Regions from separate parts of the Mus musculus genome. Here all the other regions are linked to region 6. A link is a contact called in public ChIA-PET and HiChIP or PLAC-seq data. All regions are on one chromosome and are shown on one strand. The core of a region is the stretch at or near the end of the contact, and the rest is flanking DNA. Distances in the headings are between cores, read along the strand shown.

Region 1 (3,008 bases), core at 143-2,642, 380 kb after region 6:
AAAGGCAAGTTGAAAAAAAAAAAAAAAAAAGAAAGAAAACCAACAACCCGCTACGCACGAGTTAGCAAGTCCGCAGCTGGGGCGGAGGGGTGGGGGGTAGCACCGAGGCCGGCTCGGTGGGGTCTGAGAGTCGTGGAGGGAAGACCACCCGATTCGGGGGGCTCCTCCGTCTGACGCCGACGATCACGCCCCACAGCTCCGTCCAATTAGGAAAATGACCGCGAGGAGAGGGAGAGGGGGCGGCGAGGAAGGGAGGCCGAGCCACGGGAGGCTCGAGATCTGCCGTGGGGATCTGCCCACCGGTTCCCGGCCCGGGGGGTGCGCCTTCAACAGGTCGGAGACGGGGCCACCGAGGTGGGCCGGGGTCCCGCGCTGGTGACGCCCGCTGCCCTCGAGGGGCGCCCGGCACGCCAGCTGCGCGCTGAGCCCTAGCCACCCTGCCGGCCGGGCCGCGCGGCCACCCCACCCGCTCCCGGAGTAAAAAGTTTGTGGGCAGCCGCAGGGGCGGGGCGGCGAAGGGTGAAACTTTGAGTCCCGGGCCGGGTGCGGGGGGAGCATCCCCGAGCGCCGCGACACCCACGTGCGGGCCGGAGACCGCCGCCGCCGCCTCCCCGGCCTCCCACGCTACCGCCGCGCTTTCCTTTCATTTTGCTGCTTCTCTGCCTGTGCCTCTCTCTCTCTCTCTCTCTCTCTCTCTCTCTCTCTCTCTCTCTCTCTCTCTCTCTCTCTCTCTCTCTCTCTCTCTCTCTCTCTCTCTCTCTCTCTCTCTCTCTCTCTCTCTCTCTCTCTCTCTCTCTCTCTCTCTCTCTCTCTCTCTCTCTCTCTCTCTCTCTCTCCTCTCTCTCTCTCTCTGTCTCTCTCTCTCCTCTCTCCTTCCCTTCCCCCTCTCCTCCCTCCTCCTCCCCCCCTCCAGACGCCATCTCTCTCTCTTTCCCCTTCTCTCGCTCCAGCTCTCCGGCATGAGGGAATGTGGAAGTGAAAGGAAAAGACGACATGTTTGCCTGCGCGCCGCCGTCCCCGGGGAGAGGCGGGGGGCGGGTCGACCGCGGCCGCAGCGACCCACCCCCGCGCCCCCCAGCCACCCCGCCGCGGGCCGCCCGGGGGCTGGCGGGGCCGCGGGCTCGCGGGACACTCACCCTGGGTCCGGGCGCGGCTCCTCGCGCTGGGGGCCCTCGGCTGGCCGGGCCGGGCGGGCCGGGGGCTCCTGCTGCCCACCGCCCGGGTTGCAGCTGCGCGCCGCCTCCACGCGCGCCCGCCCTGCTCTGCCACCCTCCCTCCGGCTCCTCTCTTTCTCCCCCCCTCTCTCTCTCCCTCCTGCTCTCTCTCGCGCTCGCTCGCTCTCTCGCTCGCGCTCTCTCCCTCCCTGGAAGAAGGGAATGAGGCAGGGCTGACGTGAAGGGATGCTAAACAGCTCCTCCTAAGCCTGCTCGCAGAGGAAGAGAGACAGAAAAGCAGCCCTTTTATCTCTCTTTTGTTTTCTCACTTCCTTCCACCCCCCCAGCACCCCCCTCTCCTCGGCCCAAGTTTTCTTTTTCTCTTTCTACCGCAGAGAGGATTTTTCTTCTTTTCTTTCTTTCTCTCGCTGCAACTCTCCTACTCGAATTGCAAGCCTGGAGGCTTCTCTTTTTTTTCTTCCCCTTCCCTCTTTTCTTCCTCCTTCCTCCTTTATTTCTCTAAAAGGGTTTTGTTTGCTGTGGGAGTTTCGTTTGAAAATCGAGTCACGCCTTTTTCCTTCTTTTCTTTCGCCCTCTCCCTCTTTTTTTTCCCCTCCTCTCAGCAGAAAAGGGGAACAAAGATTAACAAGCGGGGGAGAAGGGAGCGTCAGAACCTCGCATGGAAATGGGGGGGCTGTCCCTGCCAGGCACAAAGGGGGCTCCAGAGAGCAGCCCCCAGGAAGTCTGGGGTGCCCTATCCCAAATAAGAGCTAATGGGGGTTGGGGTCGGGGGAGCCCGAGTGGCCAGTCCTTCCGAATACGGGTTAGGGCTCAACCTGCCCCCTCCCCAGTCAGGGGTGGAAGCTGGGGGTGCTCTTCACTTAATATATTTTTTAAGTGGGCAGATGGGACTTAGAGCAAACGTCGCCGCAGAGCCCTCAACAGTAAAGAGCCTTTAAACAGCTGTTCGCAGAGCCCTGGACGGTCAGACTCGAGGGAACGGCCCCGGCTGCTATCACCGGGACCCGGGTGCGAATGGGGTTCAGAGGAGTTCGGGGTCCCTCGCATCCTCCCCAAGCCCAGGGCCTAGGCTCGACCCCGGGGTGCACTGCTGGAGGGCGCCGAGGCGTGGTCGTTCGCTGAGGTCTGGGCCCTTGTGGCTCCCCGCGGGGCCCGGGGTTCGGCATAGCCTGGCCTCCTCCCAGCTCTGGGACAGGCCGGACACCCCGCCTCCAACCTCCCGGACACCCGCCACTCAAGAGCTGCGCCGCTCGACTCCGACGCATGGGCGGGTACGGAGCCCGCGGACAGAGCGGGGCAGTGTCGCCACCAAGGGTCAATTATTCATGGGGCGCCTGGGCGTGCTCCCAAGACCAGCTCTGTCTTCGGCTTCTCCAGAGGAGTGGAGACAACACGGGGGAAAAGTTCCCAGAGCAAAGTTGGCCACATTTCTTATTTTCCCAAGTAAGTATTGAGCACCTGCTGGATGCCTGGCCCTTGGACTGGGGCTGCAGCTGGGCGAGAAACGTGAGGTCTCGGCGGGCCCAGACAAAGCGAGGGAAGCTGTGGCTCCGGACCAGGTCACCGAGCTGAAGGGAAGCCTGGATCCTCTCCCCTCCCTGCGCTCTTCCTTCCCCTTCCCTCCTTCCTCCGGGCTGCATCTCCTTGGCTCCACCCCTTCTCATCAATTCCTCCCACACTTCCCTGCTCTCCCTGGCTTTTCACTGGAGGGTCCCTTCTCCCAGCGAGGAGCAGATGCAGAGCCCCATTGTCTCTCCCCCAATGACTGCAGCCTCCCAGGGATAGGACCAGCCACTCCTTCCCCTCCCCCCAGCCCAAAGGCCTGGGTCTTTA
Region 2 (3,092 bases), core at 522-3,021, 460 kb before region 6:
TGACTGGGCAGAAGGCAGGGGGTGGAGCAAAGGTTCCCAGGCTTGGGATCTGAGGTAGAGACCATGAAGAGAGAAAAAGAAAGAAGGAAGTGGCCATGGGGGAGGTAGTTCATGAGCCCATGGCTATAGGGGCTGGCCTGATGGAGTAGAAGCGGCCCAGGCAGAGCATGGCAAGTGATACCTTGGGAGGTAGACAAAATAGCCCAACTTTAATGCTTTTAAGCTTATTATGAATCTACAGGTTTCTGTGTCTTTTATCTGGGAACAATATGGTCTGAAGTGGGGTAGAAACACCTAGTAGATATTTAAAGACAACAAGGGGATATAGCAACCCAATAATAATAATAATAATAATAATAATAATAATAATAATAATAACTACCACACACATACACAGCATTGCTCTTTTCAGAAGACCAAAGGAAGAGTAGTGGGATGCAGTGATCTGGGCTGAGAGAAACAGAACTGACATATCCTACCCTAAGTCAGTTCAGACTCCCTTCAGAGACTGTGACCTAACAAAGAGGTTAGTCATTCAACCTCAGTGACCACTTAATGAATAGATAACACTCATCCTTATCATATGGAACATCATAGTGATTACTAATGGATCGCATGTCAAGGTGCCCCCAGCTTCACTACAAGTCATTAGTGCTATATTTCAAAGGAGGTTGCCCTCAGATAATCTCCCAGATCCCAGAATCCAGGACTCCTCAAGGCCCCTATATAAAATGGTGTACCAAATACCTTCAATCATCTCTAGACAACATATACTTAAGTGTAAATAATATGTAAACAGTTGGTATGCTGTACTGTTTGGGAATAATAACGAGAACGCTCCTACATGTTCAGTACAGACATTTCTGTTTATTTTTTTGCTTCTGAAGCAAGATCTCATTATGTAGCCCACGCTGGCCTCGAACTCCTGACCTGCCTGTCCTGCTTCCTGAGTGCTGAGATTACTGCCTGCCCAATTCCTTTTTAAATGAACACACATGGGGATCATTGCGGGGGGTGGGGGTGTGGGGGACACACACCTAGATCTGAGTAGTAGCTCTACAAAATATTCAAAGCAGTGGAATTAAAAACTATTTAAGTATTATGAAAGCAATGAATATTTATTTTTAAAAAATCATTACACCATAGAATCAGATAACATGCCCTCCCCCATGAAAATAGCAAAAGTTAAAACAGAACAGCAACAACAGAAAGAAAACTGAAGCTCCCAATGTCAATTTGTCCAAAATGACTACGTGAAACACAAATACATCGTAATTCTTCCTGGACATCCCGGGAACACTGAACCTAGACAGCTTATTAGCTAAGCCTGGCTCCGACACGCCCCCTCAGAACCTCAGTTTCCCCACCTGGTCAAGGAGGCGGCTCGGTGGGATGTCGTCGAGCATCCCTTCCCAGTGTAAAGCCTGCGTTCCTAGGCTGCGCGTACCCAGCGCTCTGGTGTGAGCGGAGCCTCGAGGGCTCCGAAGAACCAGGACGCAGAGCTGCGCGTCCAGCCCGTCGGGCGCGGACACCGACGCCCCTCCCCCAAACTGCCCTGAGCTGGCTCCAGGCCCGTTACTCGCTGTCTCTCTGGCTGTTCCCCGCGGGGCGCGCGGCTCCTGACCTGCCTCTCCCGCTCGCCTCTCCAGGGACCAGGTCCTGTTCCCGCTATCTCTCTGAGCGCAAAAGCACCCCACGGTCTGGCCCGGCCCGGCCCGGCCCCTCTGGATTCACCTCAGCTCAAGCCCAAGGGGCACAGAGAACAATGGACGGGAGAGGCCCGCCCATGGCCACTCTCATTGGCTGTCCACAACAGTTCCTGAAATTCTGCTCCACTATTGGTGAAAACTGCGTCCAGATGGGCGTTGGGAGGGAAGTTCCACCCGATGCATTGCGGGAAATGTAGTTTACCCAGAGACGGGGGGGGGGGTGGTTTGTACCTGAGCGAACAGAGGGTTTGATAGCCGTAAGTAATGCCTCCGGATCAGAGGCAGAGGACGACCCAGGACTAGCTGTCTGTCTTCTAGTACTGCCCAAAGCTTTCACCTGAGACAGATAGTGCCAATTCTCTAAAGCTCGCGTGTATTTATCTATAAAAAATGAAAGCTGGGTGAATGTATCAGTCTTTTTCAGCTGAGAATTGAGTGGCAAATGAGCCCTCGAGAGCCAAAAGCTGACTCTAAGCAGAGAAGAAATCTGCGCAATCAAAGTTCCTCTTGGCCCAAGTTCGCACCTCTCCTGGAAATTTGCAGCTACGCACAGGCATTTGCACTCCGGGGTTGCACTCCCCTTTGTTTTCACACGTGGTATTCTTGCGTCTTCACGAAAGCCCCGCCCCGCTCTTTCTGCTTTGTAAGTCCTAGTCTATAGTCGGCTCCTTGGAACCTGCCCTACAGTTAGGCAAGAGGTTAGCTCTGGGAGGGAATGACCACCCAGGCACCCTAAAACAGGACACAAAGGACAATAGTGGTCCTTCCAGATGGGTCATCTCAAGGTCCCCAAAACAGGATGTAAAGAACAGCAATAGATGGTAGTGGTCTACTAGTTGGCTCAGCTTCAACTGGCTTCAGGGTATCTCTAGATAAGAGTATGCATGGAGTGCCTGCTACCCCTTCACCAAGTGAACTTTTCAGCTTTGAGGGCACTTAAGCCCCAAGACTGGGTGAAATGAGCTTCCAAGAAAAGTGTGCCACTTTGTTTTAGTGCCCGCCTTAATGGAGGGACAGGGAGAGGATAACAGATAAAGGATAAATCTAAACCCACTTCTGTCCCCGACACAGCCATTCCTACTCTGTACGGATTGCTCTCTTCCCAAAGAGCATACAAACTTTTACTCCCTTACTCGCTCTAGTTAAAACCCTTGACTTGGGGGCTGGAGAGATGGTTCAGTGGTTAAGTGTGGGAAGCCGTTGCAGAGTGGCAGTTGCAGAGTGGCAGTTGCAGAGTGGCAGTTGGCTACTGCTGGCCACTACACATACATAGGCAGTGAAGGTTCTTTTGCCAAGACAAGTTAACCAATCAGATGTGAGACACACCTCTCCTAGGCCTATGTAAGCAGCACCAGTTCTGGGCTCAGGGTCTTTTCGCCTCTA
Region 3 (3,132 bases), core at 392-2,891, 400 kb before region 6:
TAAGTTATCTTCTTCCTTTAGGAGCTCAGGGCTATGGGTGTAGCTTAGTGGCAGAGGGCTTGACTAGCGCATGTCAGGGCATGGGCTGTATCCTAAGCACTATATAAAGTTCTTAACTTTTCATTTATTTATCTTGACACACAGACACACTCTCTACACATTTCTGGCTGTCCTGGAACTCACTATGTAGACCAGGCTGGCCTTGAACTCACCGAGATCTGCCTGCTATTGTCTCCTGAGTGCTGGGATTAAAGTCGTGCCTCAACATGCCCAACTAAGAAGAAAGTTTGTAAGGAAAGAGCTAGTAAATTGAAAATGGCTGGAACAAAGAGCCTGGAATTGGGTTGTAAAGGTGCCCACCTGGCATGGGAAAGTACACAAACTGCACTGTGAAGGGAGTAACAGGAAAAATTACATCTATGACAAGAACTCGGAAGCTGGGTGTGGTGGCACATGCTTTTAGTTCTAGCAATCAGGAGGAAGAGACAGGTGGATCTTCAAGGGTAGCCTTGCCTATTTAGTGGGCTCCAGGACAGCCAGAACTACATAGTGAGACTTGTCCCCCTTCCCAAAGAACTCCGTACTTTGGAAAGAGCATGCTGGCAATCATGATGATCTGGTTGGCACAAGTGAGAATAGAGATTATGATGATCAAAAAAGTGTTATCACAGGTGGGGACAGAAACAAAACTAGATGCTTCAGAAATAGAGGTGAGTCGAGGAACCTGGGGTGTGTGTGTGACTGGTGATGGAACACTTCCAGAGAGTGGGGCAGGAACAGGATCAACGTTTGACAGGTTTTAGTGTCTGTGAGAGGTCCAAAAATGCACGTTAGATAGTTTGGAACTACTGAGGGGCTTCTAGATGGTCTGGATTGTAAGTAGAAGCCATCAACTGTTTATGGTGAGGGTAAGAGTCCTGAGAATGGGACTTTTACTTTATTATTATTATTATTATTATTATTATTATTATTATTATTAGAGCCAGTGATTCACTCCAATCCAGGCTGGTTCAGAATAGAATTCGGTTGAATACTGGCACTTTAAAAGATCACAAGGGTAAAGAGACGAGGCATCCTTATTAATAGGGTCAAGATAACCCCCCTAAGATCTTGCAGATTGTAAAGAGCTGATAAACAGCTCTTCCGCGTGAGCATCGTCATCCCCCAGTTTAAGAGATTGAGCAGTTCTATTCTTTAGCACTGTTGGGGAGAACAGAGGTCAGATTGACAGAATGTAGCAGAGAGTAGGAGTGGGAGTCTTTCCTGACAGTGGGTCCTACTTGCTTCCAATAATCACACTCTGGGCCACTTGCAACGGCTCCTTGAAGGAGCCGCGGTGCAGAGGGGGTTAACTCAGTTGTCAGGAGAAGGCAGGCGCCTAAAAACATTTGGATTTCAAGCTGTAGACATTGGCGGCCTTTTAGTCAGAGCCGCAGATAGGGCGACAGCGGAGGAGTGTCGGGACAACGGACCAAGCCGGCCTAGGGACTCGCTACAGCACCCCGCCTCCTCGCTTCCGCAAGTGGAGAGCGAAGAGGGCAGGGGCGGGTCCTGTAATACTGACCACGCCCCTTCCGCTCGCTCCGGGGAGCGCAGCTGGGCGTGGACTCAAGGGCGGGGTCTGCGGGGCGGGACCTGCAGGGTGGGGCCGATGGCGCGGGGCGGGGCTCTGAGGACAGCGACAGCCCGCGCACTGGGCAGGAGTTACTGCTGCTACGGTCGCCCGCGTCTTCAAGGTCTCTGCGCTTCCTCACCGGAGACCTGGACTCGGCCGCCATGTCCGCCGCGGAGGAGGTTGATGGCCTGGGTGTGGTCCGGCCGCACTATGGCTGTGAGTGCCGAGGGCTTGGGGGTGCGCGGGCGAGGGACCAAGCTCGGGTTTTCCCAGGGGCTCAGCCGGGCGGGTGCGCCGGGTGGCTTGGGACCGCACGGACCCGGAAGAGCAGCTGGCTGTATGGCTGGTAGCAAGGTTGGCGCCCGAGCCTTCTCGAGCTCCGGAGGCGGCGGGTAGAAACCTGGAGGCCTCTGCCTTCGCTAGGCGCTGCGGCAGGGGAGCCCCACCCAGCTCCTCCACCGGTTAGTTCTACTGAGATTGGGGAAGACGGCCTAGGGTGAGGTGGCAGGAGAACTGACTGTGCAGGGCGTGTCCTGGGCACTGGACCCAGGGGTTCTGCTCGGGCGTGGTGGGAAGGTGCTGCCCGGATTGCTGCCTGCGAGGGTGACCCAGGGCGCAGACCCGCGCAGCCTCAGGCTAGCTGCGAGGTGCAGTTTTAGGCAAGCAGCTTATGCTTTCTCCTGCTGGGTTCTTTCTTTAGCATTTCAAAAGTAAAATTAAAACATAAACACACCCAAACCGGCTCCCCCCACTTCCTCATTTTCTGTGACTATCCCTGCAACCTTAGTAAACTAACCAGCTGTACGTGGGATAGTAGTTACAAGAGGATCCCTTTGAGTCCCAGGTTTAGATTTTATGTTTTGGGAAAAGTACTTTCTTAAAGGATACTTTAACACATCCAGTTATGCATTGGATAGTGTTATAATGTGTGCTACGTTTGTGAAATTAGGGATGAAAAAGATCAAACAGTGCCTTCAAAACCTGTCCGAGAAAGAGACAGGTGTACAGAGATTGATAATTAGATGAGGGGTTGGGAATTTAGCCCAGTGGTAGAGTGCTTGCTTAGCAAGTGCAAGTCCTCAGCTCCAAGAAAAAAACCAATAAGGTGCAATAAAGATAAACGATGCATGAACTAACTCTAACTGGGTATAAAGAGTAATGGGGGTGAAGAGAAGGGACTTAACAAGGCCATGGGAAGGTAGGTGCTGACTTTTAAACAGAGGCTTGGAGGATGCAGTGTGGGGCAGGGTGAGCAAGACATGACTTTGAGAGGGCAGACACAAACTAAATATGGTATTGGAGAACATAGGGTTACTGTACGTGGAAAACCGAGGGCATCGAAGTGCAGAGGTGGAATTGAAAGGGAGAGGAGAAAAGTAAAAAGGATTTCCCGAAGTAGCCCAGGCTAGAGTGAGAATAGCTCTGATTGCCTTCCCAAGGAGTTATCCCTTGGGAAGACAGTGGAGAAGGCAGATGGCTACAAGGTAAAGTCCACAGGCCCTGGAGTCAGGTGGGCT
Region 4 (3,248 bases), core at 617-3,116, 500 kb before region 6:
GTTCCTACCACATGTCTGCAAGCCTCTGGCAGGACTTTGCTATGACGCCCTTCCTACCCCTACTATGCTTAGCACAGTGTGAACATGCTCAGAGAAGAGACATTCCTTAGAAGCAGGTCTACCTCCAGTCCCAGCAAACATCCCTGGAACCCCTGATGCAAAAGCGAGAAGCTTGGGCTAGCTGAGTCCAGAGAGAAAGAGAGAGAGAGAGAGAGAGAGAGAGAGAGAGAGAGAGAGAGAGAGAGAGAGAGAGAGAGCGCATCACCTCTAGGGACATTATTTGGAAGACCTGAAATACCACGACCAACCAGAGAATCTCATAGAAAGCAATACTGCCATGGCCAGTGGCAGGGAGTGAGGTCTGCAGCAGAGCATGGGGGGTAGGGCATGTTGCTGACACTTCTCCAATGCCTTGGGCTTGGTTTCTGTGATGTCCTTTAGTTGTCATGACTACCCTGTGAAGTTGGGGCTATATTCTGGGAAAACCAATCCCCCTGACTCCTCAGGTCTTCCAGGGAGAAAGGTTCTCACTGAGAGGCTCAGCTGAGAGCCTGCAGCTGCCCTCCTGGGTACACTCAGCATTTCCCTGATTTGTGGACTCCAGAGTCAAGTCTTCCCTTCTTGCCTTCAGTACAGGAGGCTGCTGGAGCCACTACTGCAGAAGTGATGCCAATAATGGAACAAACCGGATGCTGGGCTTAGAATGTGTCCATCCAGGGAAGCTGACAATGGAACCCTAGCAGTGGCCTCCTCTGGATGTAAATCCTAAGCTCAAATGTGTTAATCTGTTACTGTGATTTCTGGTTGGGTCACCAGGAATGTTAATGATGCAGACACAAAGTCTTTCCTGCTGTATTTCTTGCTTCCCTGGTGAAGTGGTGAATAAAAATACTGCTCTTTACACAGAATGTCTGGGCCTCTCCTTCCACCCACATTTGAGGAAAGAGGGAAGGGTTCTGGAGGGTGGCATGTTCAGAGAGCTAGGGTGGTCTTAGAAAAGCCCCATCACCCCCCACCATGGCACCAGCCAGCCAGCTCTCAGCAGTCAGGTGTTGTGTTGGCTGCACTGATCCAGCCACGAGTGAGTTCTGCTACCAAAAGCTTCTTCCCCTGCAGTGGGGGGCTACCTACACTATGCTGCACTCGCCCCACCTTTGATCCCCATGGCAAACTTTAGTGCACTACCTGGTGCATACGGGAGAGAGCCACACTAGAATCCAGCCCTGCTGTGTTCTTTTTCTTCTCCGAATGTAGGGTCCTCCATACATGTTGCCAAAGTTATCGAATAAAAATTAAGTTGGAATGTCAGATACTTTGTTGATCGTGTCCTGTGTAACAGTAGACTGGCCTCGAACTCTCTATGCAGCAGATGATGACCTAAAACTTCTGATCAGTCATGCGCCACCGCGCTGGGTTTTTTGTCTATTTTTACGGGGTACTGAAAAGCTAACTCCGTGCATGCCGGGCAAGCACTCTAGCAGCTGAGCTACATCCCCAGTTAAACAAGATTCCTTTCATTTTAAAAAATAAAAAAGTCCTTAAGTATCCTTTACGGACAATACACGCAAACTTAAATTAACTGTTCACTTGAAGTGCCAATTAAGTCTGTATTGTACCTGCTTTGGGACACTGACAGCTCTTTGGCTGCACATTCTTGATCCTAAATATACATTAGGGGTATATTTGATGTCTCCGATCCTGCTTGTAGCTGACATCGATGGATCTGGTTTTTTTGCGTCGTTTTCACCCGGACTCTGCACACAGAACAGAAGAAACATCAACAGGGCTTCGCGCAGCGCTGAGCGCTTCCGCCCCAGCCAGCGGAAGACCACGCCCTCTCCTCGCGAGAGCGCGCGCCTGCCCAGGAAGTCTGGCTGGCGGAAGTGGAGCGACGGAAGCCACAGTTGCTATGGAGCTCGCTGAGGACTGGCTCGTGGAGTCTTTGCGATTGTAAATTGGCCCGTGGGCGGGTCTGATGGGCAATGGGAGAGGGCGCGTGCGGTTGTGGGCTCGTGGGCAGTGCCCAGGCACGGACCGATGGAGGTCCTGACCCCCGGCCTCTAGCTCTGGGACTCTGGGTCCTTTGTAAGCAAGTAATGTGACCAGATCCGCGCATGTGAGGGCTGATAAGGCACACATGGCCGGTTACCCTGGGCCGGATTCTAGGTTAACTTGAACACAGGTTTCTCCTGATTGTTCACCTCAACTTGGGGAAATCAACTTTATGGGAGTTCCGCAGGTGAGGAACCAAGGCTTGGTTCCTTATGGCCAGCCCGGTCTCATACACCAGGGAGGAAAATGCAGAAGAAAAGATTCAGCCCCATGTTTACCTAACTCCAGAGCCTGGTTCCACCAGTCCTTCAGCGATCTCCCAGTTCTTGGTTAGCTGTGCGTCGCGTGATTTTTGTAACCCTATCCTGCAGGTACCAAGACTTCCATGCATTTGACCTCTCAGGAGCCACTCGAGTCCTTGAGTGGATTGGTGAAAAAGGTAATATATCTTGCCTGCTACTAAACGAGATGCGTTTCTGCCTCATGGGCTGAATTTTAAAGTCTGAGCCGCTAGGGAGACCCATTCAACTTCCATCCCCTGACACAAGGCTACTCAGAGAATGGGGAAGGTATTGGGAGAATTTATAAATCCAGCCACGATCCACGATATTTCTAACTCTTTGTCATAGTTACTGTTTTATTTCAGGAGTCTTTGTTGCTGGTTATGAAAGTTTGAAAAAAAATGAGATTCTTCATTTGATACTACCTCTCAGGCTCTCTGTACAGGAAAACCAGGTAACTTAAATAGAGAAGCTGATTATCTGTGTCAATTTATTATGCATTTCTGGAGTGCCTGTTACTCTGCCTGACAAGTACCTGGGGCTGCCACAGAAGGAGGGGGGGGGGGCGGGCGGCGGCGTGTGCAAACCTTTAATCCAGGCACTTGGGAGGCAGAGGCAGGTGAATCTCTGTGAGTTTGGGGCCAGCTTGGTCTACAGAACGAGTTCCAGGACATCCAAGGTTACACAGAGAAACCCTGTCTCAAAAAAAAAGAAAAACAAAACCAAAGTCTAGAACAAGGCCCCTGTGCATGGGGATGAATGCCAAGGACAAGCAGGTGGTCGCAGGAGAGCTGCTACAGGCAAAGAGCAGTCTTACTTTATCAGAAATAGACGTGGGCTGGAGAGATGGTTCGGGGGCTCAGAGCACTCTGCGCTTCCAGAGGATCTGCGTTTGACTCCTGGCACCCACATTGC
Region 5 (2,923 bases), core at 308-2,807, 440 kb before region 6:
TTACTTTAAAAAAAACACTGCATTTAGCAGTTCTATGTAAAAAAAAAAAAAAAATGGAAAAATCTAAGTTTTATGTTACCCATTATATAAACAAGAATGTTTTTAGAAAGAAATCCTTATAGAACTCTGTGTGTATGTATAACATTAACTGTTTATGAAACACTTAATACATATCATTTTAATAGGTTTTAAGGTGTTTAGAGTATTCAAATCTATAAAAGAAGAATTTATCAGGCCTTACTATATGATCACAATATTTAAATTTGAATCTATATATGCATTTTAATTGAGCATGTTAAAAAATTAACTTTAAAACATAAAAGAAATAAATTTAAAAAGAACTGAAATGGCCACTATGTATTAAAATATATAATACAGACTGCACAATGGCCCACACCTTTAATGCCAGCACTTGGGAGTCAGAAGCAGGTGGATCTCTGAATTAAAGGCCAGCCTGGTCTACAGAGTGAGTTCCAGGACAGCCAGGGCTGCACAGAGTGTCTTAGTATCATAACCAAGGCAACTTTTTTTTTTTACTCTCTCTCCCCACTTCCCCATCCCAAGGCAACTCTTATAAGGACAACATTTAACTGGGTCTGGCTTACAGATTCAGAGGTTCAGTCCATTATCACCAAGGCAGGAACATGGCAGCATCTAGGAAGGCATGGTACAGGAGGAGCTGAGAGTTCTACATCTTCATCTGAGGACTACTAGCAGAATATTGGCTTCCAGGCAATTAGGATGGGGGTCTTATAGCCCACACTACAGTGACACACCTACTCCAACAGGGCCACACCTTCTAATCGTGCCACTCCCTGGGCCCAGCATATAGAAACCATCACACAGAGAAACCCTGTCTCAAAAAACCAAAAGGGAAAAAAAAAGAAACAGTTACAGTTACACCCGCCAGTGACTCATCTTCATCTGGGTTTTAGTCTGGTTCTGTAAGGCAGTTTGACAAGTCGCCAGGGTTGTTTGAGATCTCTTTGAGGAAGGCGTGTCTCTCTGGCTAGCTAGCACCTTTCCTTTTCCCAACATGAGATTCCTGGGAAACAGCATTATCCTTGGAATCCATTCCTTCAAAAGTCTCCTAGTCAGATGGAGAGACAAGTGTGTCTTCAGAATGTTTATATCTGCCAGAACACTTACAGGAGTGGGGGTGTCAGGTTTTACATAAACAGCGTTCCCCAGAAATGCCAAGTGCTCCTGCGTCTGGCCCAGGAGTAGAGACTGGAGGCCTAGGAACAAGCTGCTGGATACCAACAGCATGGGGGAGCTCGGGGTCTCAAGAAACCCTGCTTCAAAAATAGGGAAAAGAGGAAAATTCCCGACTCCAGCCTCAGGTCTCCATGTGCACATGTAGACATATTGAACATGCATGTGCACACACACAAGGGGAAAATGAGGCGCTGTCAAGATCACTCGGTGTGTATGGGCACATGCCACCAACCCTGGACCCACAGGTTGGGAGGAAAGAACACTTCTGCCTCTCTCAAAAAGATAAAGACAAACAAAAACCTGTCCTTTCCTCTGCTATTTAGAAAGAGAGAAAGGGGATTACCCTAAGTCTCTTGGAGGAACTTCACCTTTTGATCGCCTGTGTTACTAAGCCTTACTCAGGACTTAAAGAGAGATAAGCTTTCTAACTTTTTTTTCCCCTGACCTAGGTGTCCCAGTGTCACAGAGTTGTGTCACATGTCCATGTAATTGTTCTGGTATAACTCCAGTTGTTTTCATATGTTGTTTAGGTCAAAAGATTTTAACACATTGTGGCCATTTCAGCTTTCTTCTTAAATTCATCTCTTTTATGTGCTAAATTATTTTGTGGGCATGCCCAATTAAAATACATTCACTCACATGTAAATGAATGTACCCACAAGCACACCCCAAACAAATAACAATACAATGTAACATAAAGGAAAAGGGATCTATAATAAGGGGAAAAAATGGCTGGAAAATCCATTTCCTATTTTTATTATAGGGACTTCTTACAATTAACTAGATGGTATATTGTTTCTTACTGGAGCCAGAGTTTTAGATGTTTGTTAAGGTCAAGTCCAGGCTGTGAAACAAGAGTTCTTTCATGTGCTCAGAATGAGTAATAGCTTAGAGTAAGGCAGGATTGAAGGTTAAAGATTAACAGCTCATCAGCTCTGACAAAAAAAATGGAGGCCAAAGCCTGTAGGCAGAACCCAGGCTGGGACTCAGTTTGCTCCAGGTTAGACCCAGAGGGCCAGGATCCTTCTGGACATTTATTTGCTCCTAAATAAGTTGTAGAAGCAAATTACTAAGTAATATTCATAGCATGATTCTACTCTCATTTAAAAAAAAATGTGTGTATTTCATCAATGCCATAGCTTTGTATCTACTAATACCTTACATTTTCATGCTCTGAGACAGGGTCTAAGCCGCCCACCCAGGTTACACCATCTGGTCATCTGGTTTTTATTGCTCCAGATTTTCCAGTCAAAAGACTGGGGATTAATTTTGAACCATTCTCTATGACTGTAATGTAAAAAAGATTTTGCTAATATAGTGCTGTTGGCCAGGTACATGTCTTTAATCCCAGTAGTACTCTAGAAGTGGAGGCAAGAAGATTTCTGTGAGTTCAAGGCCAGCCTGGTCCACATAGCAAGTTCCAGGCTAACAAGGGCTACATAGTGAGTCTCTGTTTCACACAACAAGAAAACCCAGGCTATTCCTTCCTTAGCGTGCCCCACTGTCAGGAGTACTTTCTCATTTCTTCCTACACAAATCAAAAGCAGACAGGTAGACAAACAGGCTTGGGGGATGGCTCAGTGGATAAAGCACTTGGAACGTAAAAATGTGGACAAAGTTCCAACCCGTGGAACCCATGTAAGAGCCCTGAAGGCCTGCTGACTTCCTGGAACCCCAGCATTGGGAGAGAGCGCTAGGAGGTCCC
Region 6 (2,819 bases), core at 189-2,688:
CTAAGGAAAATCTCTGACTCACTTCCTGCCTCAGTCTCACCACAAGAGTATTGTTCTCCCAAATGTGCATGTGGTGGTGCTGGTGGGGGCTACCCCACAGTGGTCCCCACAGGTCTTAGCTCCTTCTAAGGGAAAGCCCCCAATCTGGGAGGAACCAGACTTTTAGAGACCCCATGTCTGCAGTGTTTTAACGGATGCTCAAATAACAGATTCAGTTAACTTCATACACATCTCCATTTTCAGAGGGATAAATCGGGGCTCTGAGAATTTAAGGTTCGAAATAATGCAAAATAGTACCGCAAGGATTTGAGCCCAACTTTCCTGGACGACTTTCCACACAAATGATACGTGTGTATGTGTGTATGTGTACTACTTTGAGGGTTTTGAGGCAAAGTCTCATGTGGCCAGGTTATCTCACAGAGAGCAAGAAGGGATGTGCAGAGGCCGCTGGCGACCTTGGAACAACCCAGCCTGGGAAGATCTTGGCCCGGTTCCCCTCTTCTTTCTCAGCTCGAGCAGAATGTCAACCTTCCGCCAAGTAGCACAGCCGTTTTCTAGGGCAGGAACCCAGGGAGGGAAGGGCTCTGGCTGGTATACTGTAAGTAGCTTGGAGTGAAACGCTGCCAAGTCTGAGGCCTGCTAAGTTGTGTAGCTTAAGGAAAATTATTTAAACTTTGTGTGCCTCAGTTTCCTTATCTGTAAAGTGGGATTAATAATGTCATCCTGAGCGGATTATGTGGATTAAGGAATGTACATAAGGAGAAGATAGGGTGAACTGATTGGCCCAGTGCCTAGCTCTCCGTTGTTGCAGGGGGAAAAAAAAGTATTGGGAAAAAAAAAAAACCATAAAAGGAGGTGGGCTATTTCTGTTTATCCACCTGTCTCTACAAAAGCAAATAAAACTGTGACTCCTCTAACTGGAGGCACGAGGGCTGCCCTGCCGCTGTGAGATCCGACCTGAGAGTGGAGTTGCCCCAGGTCCGCCATCCCAGGGCGCTTCCCTTGACTATCCCCAAACTCAAAACTCGGGACCCAGGAACCTCGGGCAAGGCAGGGCCAGCTTGGACTCTCCCCAAACCCCCCGACCCTCGGCCCTTCCCTCGCCATCTCGCCCGCGGGCTCCCAGTCCGGGTCTCCGAAACCATCTGCCCGGGAGTTTGCGGGGCCAAGAGCCTAACGCGGTGCGGACCGAGGGGCCTGGGGTGGCGCGCAGGGACCACGCTCCCTACCCGCCCCGCTGGCAGCCGCAGACAGGGCGCCCCGAGAACGCAGGGCCCGCCGCGTGGAGCTCTCTGAACACCGGCCGGGCCCGGCCGGGCCCGGCCTGACCCGACCCGGGCGGCGAACGGGCCGGGCCGGCTGCGGCCGCCGAGCGCGGAGGTGGCGCCGCGAGGGGGAGGGGCGCGGCGCGGAGGAGGAGGAGCCCGGGCCGCCGCCGCCGCCGCCGCCGCTGTGACAGCGGCCCGAGTAAACAAGCCGCGCCGCCGCGGCCGGGCCGCTGCCCCCCGCCCGCGCCCGAGCCCAGGCCGAGCCTTGCCCTGGTCGCCGGCCGGGCCGAGGCCGCGCCGCCGCGCCTCCCCGCCTGCGCGCCGTGACGCCGCTGCCGGGCGCGGGGACCGCCGGAGCCAGGCCCCCGCCGCCGGGCTCCGTGCTCGGCCGAGGGGTACCCGAGCGGCCGCGGCGCTCGTCCGGAAAAGTTTCCCCGCCCGGGCTCCCCAGGGTAAGCGGCGAGGGCGCGCGGCCCGGGGCCGGGGAGGCGGCGCGCTGGGGAACCGGGCCCGGAGCGGGCGGGGGAGCGCGGAGCCGGGCGGCGCAGCCCCGGGCCTCGCCGGCCGCCGGGCTCTGGTCGCGGATTCTCGGCCGCCGCGGCGGGAGGACGGGAGCCGCGCAGCCCACCTGAGCGCCGGGCTTGGGCCCGCGCCGGTACTTTTCCGCTGGGGCCGGGGCGAGCCCTATGACCTCAGGAAGCGCCGGCGGGGCCCCTGCTGGGGCGGGCTAGGCAGAGCATTCCTCGGACTCTGGGTGCTCCCGCCTGCCCGCGGTCCTCCGTGGCCCCGGCGGCCGGGGCCTGCGCCTGGTGGGGCGCGCTCCCGGGAGGGCACGGGGTCCTCGGCCGCCTGGCACACCTGTACGGCCGGAGCGGTCGGGGGCGGATTTCGCGTGCGCGCACAGGCCGGCTTGGGGGAGGCTCGCTCCGGGCTGCCTCCTGCCGAGGCCTGGCCGAGGCCCCTGCTGCCCCCATCCATCGGGTGGCTAGCCGAGGGGCGGCCTGCTTGCCATACAGGTCTGACAGCAGACACTAGTCTGCTCGGTGCCGCCGTTCCCACCGCCCCAGGGCTTTGCGCCTAGGGGAAGTGGACTTTCATCTCTCTGAAGCACTGGGATTCTCTCTGACTTGGGAAGTGCCAAGACGACGCAGGTGATGTGGCCCAGTGAGGGCATGTGGCTGCTGGCCAGGTGTGGACATAGAAAAGGAGGGTGGGCGAGCAGATTAGGTGTGTGTTTCCTGTTTTGGGCTTCTATCTAAAATTTGTATTTTTTTAAAAAGAGGATCCTATGGCTTAAAAAAAGTTTGAAAGCCTCTGTCCTAATAGTTTTTAACCACCAAGGAAACTGAGGCCCAGAGAGTGGAAATGACTTGTGTAAGTAGTTGAGCAGGGACTAGGAGTTAAAATTTCCTGGGAGGTGCCTGTAACAGGACCTGCCTTGGGGTCTCTGCTGGAAAGAGAGACCTGATTGGGTTTCCCAGCAGTCTTTGGTGGCTTGCTCTGTGGCTGCCTCAGCTGGGTCTCCAGGTCCTAGAAACAGCAGCCACACCT
Region 7 (3,175 bases), core at 268-2,767, 420 kb before region 6:
TGATCTCAGTGCTTACCATCTAGGTGAAGAAGCTGGGTGTGGTAGCTTATGCCTGGGAGGCAGGGGGATTGCTATAAATGTAAGGCCAGCCTGGACTATAGAGTGAGACCCTCTCGAAAAAGAAAAGGAGGAGAGAGGGAGAGAGAGGGAGAGAGGGAGGGAGGGAGGGAGAGAGAGAGAGAGAAAGAGAGAGAGAGAGAGAGAGGAAATGGCTCAGCAGTTAAGACCACTGGTCTGTGAGCCAGACAGTGGTGGCACACATCTTTAATCCCAGCACTTGGGAGGCAGAGGCAGGTGGATTTCTAAATTCAAGGCCAGCCTGGTCTACAGAATGAGTTCCAGGACAACTAGGGCTATACAGAGAAACCCTGTCTTGAAAAACCAAGAGAGAGAGAGAGAGAGAGAGAGAGAGAGAGAGAGAGAACGAACACTGGCTGCTCTTCTAGAGGACCTGGATTCTCAGGACCCACATGGTTTACCATTTGTAACTCCAGTTTCAGAGGCTCTGACACCCTCTTCTAGCCTCTGTGGGTACCAGGCATGGAACTGGTGGAGAGACATAAATGCAGGCAAAACACTCATACACACAAAATAAAAGTTGTAAGAAAGAAAAAGGAAGGGAGGAAGGGAGGGAGGGAGGGAGGGAGGGAGGAAGGGAGGGAGGAAGGAAGGAAGGAAGGAAGGAAGGAAGGAAGGAAGGAAGGACTGATCTAGGTCATGAGAGATAGGCAAACTTTTTTTTTTTGAAAGGCAGAGGAACAATGTAAACAGAATTACAGGATGGATGGAGCCCGTGAGAGGGCACAGTGGGTGAGGGTGTTTGCCACCGAACATAGTGACTACAGTTTGATCCCTGGCACCCACATGGGAAAGCAGAGATCTGACTGCTACAAGCGTTCCTCTGGCCTCTACATGTGCTCTGTGACATGGGAAAACCCCACATGTCCACACCCATTCACCCCTACACAAAATAAATAAAAATGTAATTAAAAGCAAAAAAGGGAGAGACCCTGTCTTAAAAGGCCAAATACCACAATGACAAATAGGAAAACAGGACATTCTCCTGTAGACTGTGACCTTTCTACTCAGACCTCATAAAACTGAGTTATAGCGAGTGGGAGTCAATCCAAGGTTCCTGGGCCCTGAACAGACACCAAAACCTTCCTGCCGCCCAACCTTTTCCCATGTCTGTATTGCTGGGAATTGAACCCAAGCCTCAAGTGCTATGAACTCTCCCCTACTCTCTACCAGTCGGTTAGATACATGGCCAGAAGGTTTGTAATGTTTACCGGTCTACAAACCTCTACACTTGGGTCTCTTGTCTGAACAGGCAATGCCCTCACATTAGCCACCCTCGTGTGCACATCATTTCTTTTCCCCTTCAGAAAAGAATGATTCTTTTCCCAGGGTGTGAACGTTTTTACAGCTCTAGTTCTTCCTGCCAATTCTTGTAAGTGGATCTACCACTTCATAATGTTATCAGCAGTAATAACTGACTACTGCTTGCACCACGCCCTCCTCCGTGAGAAACAGCCTTGCTTATTTAACAGAGAGGAGGACTCCGTGCTGCTCACATTGTACTTCTCTGAATACTTGTGCAGCTGAACATTCCTTCATGGCAGCTACTTTACTGCCTTTCCCCTGTCCAGGGTCGTGTGCACTTCCAAGGCAGGATAGGGAAACAGAAATGTGACCGTTTGATTTTGAGGAAGTCACCTTTTTTTTCCCCCTCCTCTCCTTCCCTTCCTGATGCATCATTTAAAAAAAAAAAATCCTGAGCTATACCCACACATTTTCAGAATTATTAGAAAATACAACTGAATAAACAAGAATTACATTACCTGTGTTCATCCAGGCGTGGTGCTGAGCACCTGGAATTCCAGATATTTGTCAGCTGAGGGCCAGCCTGGTCTACATAGTGAGTTCCAGGCCAGCTGGGGCTGCATAGTGGGTTATAATAAATATTTAATCTCAACTGTGGGTTTCTACACCACCTTAGATCATTCAGTTCCCAGATTAAAGACACAAAACCTTTATATTTATGAGACGCCTATAAAGCACTAGAGCTTGCAGATATCTACCCTCTAAGCTATTAGTGTCTACTTCCGTAGCTATAACCCCAAGTTATAACTTGCCATGTTCCATCTGGGCCGCTCTTAACTCCAATTGGCCAGCCCTCATGGCCACGTTTTTATGACTCACCTACCCTGTGCTGTCTTCTCCTTGCTACACCTCTCCTTTCCCCTCACAGTCTCTGCCTCAGACCCCACACTAGGGAACTAAACCTCAGCCTGCCTCTCTCCTGCCCAGCTATAGGCTGTAGGCATCTTTATTCAAGCAGTAGTTTTAAACAAAGGAGCAGGGTTACATGGCAGCACTTGCTGTACCTGACGATTCTCTCATCCCTTAGACGACCTTGGCCAGTAGTTAGCATCACAATACATAGTAATAGACCAGACCTCAACATAAGGACCCTGTTTCAAAAACTAAACTAACCAGGGCTGGACAGGTGGTCCCGTGGTTAGGGGACCCGACTGTTCTTGCAGAGGACCTGGGTTCAATTTCCAGCACCCATATGGTGGCTCACAGCCACCTGTAACTCCAGGTCCAGGGATCTGATGCTCTCTTCTGACCTGTGTGAGCGCCACACATATAAGCGGTACAATACACACACACAGGCAAAATATCCATATCCATAAAATAAAGAAATAAAATTAAAACCAAAACAACAAACAAACAAACTTAAACCAACCAACCAAAAAAACAGCAGGTAGAGGTAGATGGATGTCTGTGAGTTCCAGGGCAGCAATGCTACGAGTAAGACCTTGTCTCAACAAAACAAACAGGCAACAACAAAAAGTGGCACTACACCCTCAAAAGTCAATAACTACATAAGAAAATGAAAAAAGTATTTTTTTTCTTTTTTTTGGGTTTTTCCAGACAGGGTTTCTCTGTATAGCTCTGGCTGTCCTGGAACTCACTTTGTAGACCAGGGTGGCCTCGAACTCAGAAATCCGCCTGCCTCTGCCTCCTGAGTGCTGGGATTAAAGGCATGCGCCACCACGCCCAGCCGAAAAAAGTATTTTTAATTAAATTTTTTGACGTATTTATTGGGATGGCTGACAAGAAGAAAGAAAGAAAAAGAAAGAAAGAGAGAGAGAGAGAGAGAGAGAGA

The links. ChIA-PET counts read pairs in DNA pulled down with a chosen protein or histone mark. HiChIP or PLAC-seq counts read pairs in DNA pulled down with a chosen protein or histone mark.
Region 1: an HNF4G HiChIP or PLAC-seq map of pancreatic cancer cells shows a contact between it and region 6. The contact joins the promoter of Zfp710 here to the promoter of Furin in region 6. A contact is called at or near these places in 1 of 484 Hi-C or Micro-C datasets (embryonic stem cells), 2 of 115 datasets of contacts at active chromatin or transcription factors (memory CD8 T cells and pancreatic cancer cells) and 2 of 9 other capture datasets (adipose tissue and pancreatic islet).
Region 2: an H3K27ac HiChIP or PLAC-seq map of regulatory T cells shows a contact between it and region 6, with 4 times the contacts expected there. The contact joins the promoter of Zscan2 here to the promoter of Furin in region 6. A contact is called at or near these places in 5 of 39 promoter capture datasets (cranial neural crest, embryonic stem cells, hippocampal neurons and 2 more), 9 of 484 Hi-C or Micro-C datasets (cerebral cortex, embryonic stem cells, induced pluripotent stem cells and 3 more), 7 of 115 datasets of contacts at active chromatin or transcription factors (craniofacial prominence, effector CD8 T cells, embryonic forebrain and 4 more) and 4 of 9 other capture datasets (adipose tissue, embryonic stem cells, liver and 1 more).
Region 3: an RNA polymerase II ChIA-PET map of memory CD8 T cells shows a contact between it and region 6, with 125 read pairs. The contact joins the promoter of Iqgap1 here to the promoter of Furin in region 6. A contact is called at or near these places in 2 of 39 promoter capture datasets (embryonic stem cells and erythroid cells), 10 of 115 datasets of contacts at active chromatin or transcription factors (astrocytes, effector CD8 T cells, embryonic basal ganglia and 6 more) and 3 of 9 other capture datasets (adipose tissue, embryonic stem cells and liver).
Region 4: a contact with region 6 is called in an HNF4G HiChIP or PLAC-seq map of pancreatic cancer cells. The contact joins the promoter of Wdr73 here to the promoter of Furin in region 6. A contact is called at or near these places in 3 of 39 promoter capture datasets (cranial neural crest, embryonic stem cells and stem cell-derived epiblast-like cells), 3 of 115 datasets of contacts at active chromatin or transcription factors (embryonic stem cells, memory CD8 T cells and pancreatic cancer cells) and 1 of 9 other capture datasets (liver).
Region 5: a contact with region 6 is called in an HNF4G HiChIP or PLAC-seq map of pancreatic cancer cells. The contact joins the enhancer-like site here to the promoter of Furin in region 6. A contact is called at or near these places in 3 of 39 promoter capture datasets (cranial neural crest, embryonic stem cells and maxillary cranial neural crest), 18 of 484 Hi-C or Micro-C datasets (the G1E-ER4 cell line, cerebral cortex, embryonic limb bud and 10 more), 5 of 115 datasets of contacts at active chromatin or transcription factors (bone marrow-derived dendritic cells, effector CD8 T cells, memory CD8 T cells and 2 more) and 3 of 9 other capture datasets (adipose tissue, embryonic stem cells and pancreatic islet).
Region 7: a contact with region 6 is called in an HNF4G HiChIP or PLAC-seq map of pancreatic cancer cells. The contact joins the enhancer-like site here to the promoter of Furin in region 6. A contact is called at or near these places in 3 of 39 promoter capture datasets (cranial neural crest and embryonic stem cells), 1 of 484 Hi-C or Micro-C datasets (myocytes), 6 of 115 datasets of contacts at active chromatin or transcription factors (the SCID.adh cell line, SST interneurons, Th17 cells and 3 more) and 2 of 9 other capture datasets (embryonic stem cells and liver).

Annotation. Positions count from the first base shown.
Region 1 is chr7:80,024,612-80,027,619 of GRCm38.p6, reverse strand. It overlaps Zfp710 (zinc finger protein 710), which reads right to left and starts at 1,392. Exons shown (of 5, transcript NM_175433.5): 1 at 1,137-1,392.
Region 2 is chr7:80,859,610-80,862,701 of GRCm38.p6, reverse strand. It overlaps Zscan2 (zinc finger and SCAN domain containing 2), which reads right to left and starts at 1,771. Exons shown (of 3, transcript NM_001382511.1): 1 at 1,625-1,771.
Region 3 is chr7:80,801,840-80,804,971 of GRCm38.p6, reverse strand. Iqgap1 (IQ motif containing GTPase activating protein 1) reads left to right here and starts at 1,641. Exons shown (of 38, transcript NM_016721.2): 1 at 1,641-1,831. The coding sequence starts at 1,777.
Region 4 is chr7:80,899,887-80,903,134 of GRCm38.p6, reverse strand. It overlaps Wdr73 (WD repeat domain 73), which reads left to right and starts at 1,866. Exons shown (of 8, transcript NM_028026.2): 1 at 1,866-1,950; 2 at 2,424-2,491; 3 at 2,699-2,787. The coding sequence starts at 1,910. Nmb (neuromedin B) reads left to right here. Exons shown (of 3, transcript NM_026523.4): 3 at 632-908. The coding sequence ends at 667.
Region 5 is chr7:80,839,150-80,842,072 of GRCm38.p6, reverse strand. No RefSeq gene overlaps it. Among named protein-coding and RNA genes, the nearest start is that of Zscan2, 20 kb to the left of the region's middle. Within about 2 kb of position 1,557, at least 55 of the 459 cell types and tissues checked have an H3K27ac peak or open chromatin away from gene starts, as enhancers often do. A contact at or near this core is called in bone marrow-derived dendritic cells, pancreatic cancer cells and regulatory T cells, where this site is marked.
Region 6 is chr7:80,401,431-80,404,249 of GRCm38.p6, reverse strand. Furin (furin (paired basic amino acid cleaving enzyme)) reads left to right here and starts at 1,438. Exons shown (of 16, transcript NM_011046.3): 1 at 1,438-1,720.
Region 7 is chr7:80,822,468-80,825,642 of GRCm38.p6, reverse strand. No RefSeq gene overlaps it. Among named protein-coding and RNA genes, the nearest start is that of Iqgap1, 21 kb to the right of the region's middle. Within about 2 kb of position 1,517, at least 51 of the 459 cell types and tissues checked have an H3K27ac peak or open chromatin away from gene starts, as enhancers often do. A contact at or near this core is called in pancreatic cancer cells, where this site is marked.